Linked DNA regions of Hordeum vulgare: region 1 is linked to region 2. The links are chromatin contacts, called in public Hi-C maps. All regions are on one chromosome and are shown on one strand. Each heading gives the region's core, a stretch centred on a gene start, on an enhancer-like site or on the middle of the called end of the contact. The rest is flanking DNA. Distances are from core to core; before and after follow the strand shown.

Region 1 (2,700 bases), core at 119-2,618, 640 kb before region 2:
AAATGTCCACTATGACAGTAGTCTTTTCAGAGTTTGGGCATTCAGTCAAGTTCTCAGTTAGATGTTCTTCCTCAATTATTATTGTAAAATATATTTGCAAGATGCGCAAACTTACTCCTTGCGCTTCCAGATGCTCAGCTTGCCATCAGCATGCGTGCAATAGAGCAGGTCAAGATCAGTATCGGCCATAACATCCGAGAACTTGCCGAACCCCCTTGGCAATGAAGCAACAGAGAGCGCAATGCTGTAGTTAAGATCAAAGACGACGAGCTCACGAGGGTATATGGCGTATAGGATGTTTCTCCACAGTGGGGAGAAGCACAGCCTCGCCGCAAAGAGCGGGAAAGCTGCGAGCGCCGGGGCTGGCGCGGGCGCTGATATCTCCTTCTCCAGCCTCTGCAGCTCGGCCACGTCCCCGGCGCCGCAAACGATCCGGTGCTCCTTCAACGAGATGTCGGAGTCATGTCGTGGCACAGCGGAGAGGAGGAAGCCCTTGAGACCGAGCGCGCAGAGGTGGCGGTCGTCGAAGGGGTCCCGGCGGAGGCAGGAGAGGTACTCGGGCGAGGCGTCGAACATCCAGAGCACACGGGGGTTGTTGCTGGTCTCCCAGATGCAGAGCAGCGAGGGCCCGTGGATGGAGGCGAGGAGCCAGCCGGAGGCGTGGTGGATCCAGCAGAGGTCCTGGACGCCCCCGCTGGTGCCGGGCGCGACGCTGCGGGACTCGTCGAGGCTGAGCAGGTGCAGCACGGCGCGCGCGCGGGCGTCCCAGACGGCGACGCGGCCGTGGCGGTCGCCGGCGGCGAGGCGGAGCGGGCGGTGATCGTCCTCGGCGCCGGCGGCGTCGTCGGCTGCGGCGAGTGGGGGCGCGCTGGCCGTGGGCGCCCAGCGCACGGCGGTGACGAAGGAGGCGGGCGAGGAGGCGGAGGAGGAGGGCATGGGGAGGACGCAGAGGAGCTGCATGGAGCGCGGGTCGGAGACGACGACGCTGCTGCCGGCGCCGTGCGCGAGGAGGCCCGAGGTGCTGAGGTCGATGCAGCCGCCGTTGCTGCGGCTGGCGGGGCCCGGGAGCATCGTCGACGTGGCGCTGCCGCCGCCGCCGGCCGCATTGCCGCGCGATCGCACCGACGGGGAGGCGGGCGGCGCGGCCATCATCGCCCGGGGCTGGTCAGGGCGAGGCGACGATTCTCTCTCTCTCTCTCTCTCTCTCAGATCTCGCCGCGGAGCACCATGTGGGATTGAGATTTGAGAATTGAAGGAGGGTCGATGTCGATCTGCCCCGTGCGCGCTGCGTGGGAGGAGACCGGGAAGGAAGACTGGTGCGGCCTGTCGGGTCAAGGGGGCTGAACGAGATCTGGTCCGTCGCAAATGAGTCGGTGCTTTGAGATTTGCGTATGCCCTCACAGGCGCAAAGAGATGGTATACCGCGTGTGGGACCCATAAGCTTCTTCGTCCTGGTGTAGTTGGTGGCTCAAGGGCCACAATGGCTGCAACTAGACGGCCCGAGGACCACAATGTCGGCGGTCCGGACATGAACACGGCAATCGAGAAGGATTTAGACCCTTTCCATGCTTTCCATGTCGAGTGATAGCGAAGAGATTAGTAAGAAACATGAACAAATATCCACGGTTGATGGATTTCGGACAGAAGGAGATAAAGGATGTCAAAATGTAAATAAGTATGGTCATGGCAAAGGAGAAGGGTGAAAGGCACGTTGGTTGAATCGGGACCTCCTATGTCGCGCTTTAGGCCCTACTAGGGGAACGGGTGCCTGCAGCGACCTTTTCGTGAGCCGGTCCATATTAAATTTGTTGGTTTTTTTAAAAATCGAAAAAAGTTCACACAATTTGTAAAAGTTCAGATTTGCGACAAAAATTCAATGATTATGAAAAAAAGTTCACGGATTTTTGGAAATATGTTCATGAATTTTCAAGAAGTTCACAGAATTCGAAAAAAAACACCATCAATTTTGAAAAAAGTCCATCAATTTATAAAAATAGTTCACTGATTTCGAAAAAAGTTCATGAATTTTAAATTATGTTCCTCAATTTTCAAAAAAGTTGATCGATTTCAAAAAAAAGTTCAACGATTTTCAAAAAAGTTCATCAATTTCAAAAAAAGTTCACGGGCTAAAAAAGATCATAAAGAATTTCTAAATGGGATGGCTCATTACGGAGCGCTGCAGGCGCTGGTTAGCATATTTTGCCTTTAACCGACGCCTGTAGCGCTAAATAGGGTTTGCCAGTAGAATCCATCAATAGAGTAGAAGGTGATGCCACCTTAGCGGTACCTAATAGATACATTGGTACATTGCAAATAAGGTTGTTCAAGCCCAATAATGTGATCTCGCATTATGTTAGACATGCAATGACTTTATTTTAAAACAACTTATTTTATACAACTTGAAAAGGATGTCAGCTAGCATTTGTTGCACTGCCACACAAGCAAGGTGCACTAATTTATTTTGTATGTGGAACGTACCTAAGTCGGCAATATGTGATTATGTTAACAGACGGTTTTCATAGTCCATGTGGTGCTAGATCTTTCTTTGGTCGAATAATGATGCAATAAAAACATGAACTTCTTTCCATTATGTGAGGTCACTCCTTCAAATCCATATGGATCAAGCAACCATTACATGGGAGTGCCAGGTGTAGACAATGGATAAGTGAGTGAGGGTGAAACGCGGAAGCAAAATCAGTC
Region 2 (2,700 bases), core at 196-2,695:
CTTCAATCGTTCTCTAATTTGAAGGAACTCCTGCTGACCCTCTGGTGGCTCTTCGTCCTCCCCAGGAGCTTCTGCACCTTCGTCCTCATACTCATCTTCATCATAGTACTCGTCCTCATACTCATCCTCCACTGCCCGATGATAACCCTTTACGATGATGGGAAAAAGAAATATATTGTCAGTCTATCGCAAATGAAATGGCTATAGTTCCTCCTCAAATTAATTAACCATACATGTTCATGATCATAACAGAATATCAAGCAAACCATGATTCCAGCTGCTTCTACAGATGATAGATGCAGAAACAAAAGTACTACAATGAACTTAGAAACATAAATTATATTAGACTGATATATACACTGTCAGTCTATCACAGATGAAATGGCTATAGTTCCTCTCCTCCTCCTCAAATGAATTAACCATACATTGATACATGTTCATGATCATAACAGAATATCGAGAAAACCATGATTCCAGCTGCTTCTACAGATGATAGACGCGGAAACAAAAGTACAACAATGGACTTAGAAGCTTAAATTACATTAGTCTCATATATAGGGAAAGGAATGCACTGACAGTTATCACATATGAAATGGCTATAGTTCAACCTTTTCAAATGAATTGAGCATACATGTTCATGATCATAACAGAATATCCAGCAAACTATGATTCCAGCTGCTTCTACAGATGATAGATGCAGAAACAGTAGTAGTTAAATGGAGTTAAAGGCTTGGATTATTACATTGGTCTCATACTCGTAGCGGCTCATTTGCGCCAGTGATCCCGTCGCGTCGGCGTCGCAGTTCCTGAATCAAAGCCAGCAATCCGCATGAGTTTCCAATACGGCGCCACGAATATTTTCACGGAGCGTGCAAGTCTTCGCGAAAAAAACATCCAGCCGGGACCAGAGCACCGAAATACGCGCCAGGAAAGCAGCAATCGGCCCCCGAAATCCCGCTGTCGAGGGCCAGACCACGTGGCCTAGAGCTAATCGCGCGAGCCCCACCCCGAAACGCGAAGAAACGAGCGGCCCCATCTAGGGTTTCCGCAGGCAGGGAAACGCAAATCTGGGACGACGCCGCCGCCGCGGAAGACGACACTCCCCCATCGAACCGGCCCAAATTCGCGGCGTCGGGCACGGGTGCTCACCTCGGCGCGCAGAGAATCGCGTCCTCCGGGGCCGGCGGGGGTATGCGCGGGGCGGATTCGTCCCGGCGAGATTCCGCGCGACCGCGGCTGGATCAGAGGAGGGGCGCCGCGAGAGAAGTCGTCGCGGGAGGCCGTGGGGCGGAGGGCGAGCGCGGGGCCGACGGGAGCCGGTCGGAGCCCGGCTCGCGGTCGCGGGACGCGGGGGGGAGGCCGGCGGGGAGGAGGAGTCGCCGGCGCGGGCGCGGGGAGGCTTTAGGGGCTGCTTCGTTGGGTCGGGAATGTGGAGCAGCGAGGCCGCGAGAGGGGAATGGGTCGGAGGCCGGGCGGTTTATAAATAGGCGCGTGCGTGCGTTTCCGCGAGGTAAGAAACTGACATGACGTGACGTCTTGCTTGCTTGGGGCTGGCTGGATGGATAGATGTCTCTGGAAAGAGTCTGCGGGTCTGGTGGGCCTTCCTCTCTTCTTTGAGAGTTGCTGGCCATACGACTATCGCCGCCTAGCGTTGGAGGCCCATCTTTCTTTCTACTTTTGCCTGCCGCCAAGTGCTCTCCGTAGGAAAACCCTATTTGGTAGGCCGAACGCACAGGCGCGCGACAAAGTGGGCGAGCCCATCTCCCTCTACAGCAGTTCTGGTTTTGCTTCTTTTTTTTGTCCTTTTTTCTGTTTCGTTTCTTTTCTTTTTTCTGTTTCTGTTTCTTTTCTTTTCCTTTTTTTTCTAAGGTTATTTTTATTAAACTAAGTTCATCTTTGAGAATTGTTTTTGAAATTCAGAAACTTTTCGTGCTTTAAAAAATGGGAAAGTCTTATGTCCCACCGACTGATCCGGTGGATCTATCATCCGTGTCCTTGTCCGTCGATCTGGCATCCATCTGACGGACCAGATCGTGCCCGCATCCATCGGAGAAACGACCTAGCTGACCGTTTTCCTGAAACTGGAGCGTAGTTTCAGGAAACTGTCCGAAGTTGCACGATCTGTTTGAGAGGAGCGGGCGACTACTGGATCTGGGGGAGGGTGGCGGCTCTCGATAGACGACGGCGCGGCCGGGGCTCGCCGTGACGACGACTACGCCTTCGGTAGCGGCGCGGCCGGGGCTCGCCGTGACGACGACTACTCCTTCGGTAGCGGCGGCGGCCAGTACCACCCCAAGCAGGTACGCCCGTCCCCTTTTCCCCTCGCGAGCTGCAGGAATGGAATCAGGCGCCGCACCTCGGCCCCCTGGCGAGCTGCGGGAGCTGGTGCTTGTGTTGTAGCGTGTAGCAGTCGAGCTAGTCGACCACGTCGTCGTCGGCCTAGAGCAGCTCCTTGATGGCTGTGAGGGATCTGGCCAGCGCCCTGTTTCTGTTTCAGACATGGCGTTGACGGTAGAGACGACCCCGTCGACTTGCTCGACATCGTCCCTGAGCCCCTCCACCTCGCTGTCGAGCCCTATTTTTGCGAATCCTCAGATGGTGAATCACTGCAGTTTAGGATCTAGGTAGCGTTCTAGATTGTAGAACAGAGAGCTCTGTTGTCTCCAGTTTAAAATGATTTATCATGTTTCCCAATCAGTC

Evidence for each region. A called contact is a pair of places that touch in the nucleus more often than the background predicts.
Region 1: a contact with region 2 is called in a Hi-C map of leaf, with 2.9 times the contacts expected there. The contact joins the promoter of LOC123400952 here to the promoter of LOC123401336 in region 2. A contact is called at or near these places in 2 of 6 Hi-C or Micro-C datasets (leaf and seedling).

Annotation. Positions count from the first base shown.
Region 1 is chr6H:47,437,816-47,440,515 of MorexV3_pseudomolecules_assembly, reverse strand. It overlaps LOC123400952 (WD repeat-containing protein 11-like), which reads right to left and starts at 1,368. Exons shown (of 21, transcript XM_045094667.1): 1 at 116-1,368. The coding sequence starts at 1,152.
Region 2 is chr6H:46,796,317-46,799,016 of MorexV3_pseudomolecules_assembly, reverse strand. It overlaps LOC123401336 (trichohyalin), which reads right to left and starts at 1,445. Exons shown (of 10, transcript XM_045095120.1): 1 at 1,150-1,445; 2 at 743-806; 3 at 1-147. The coding sequence starts at 769.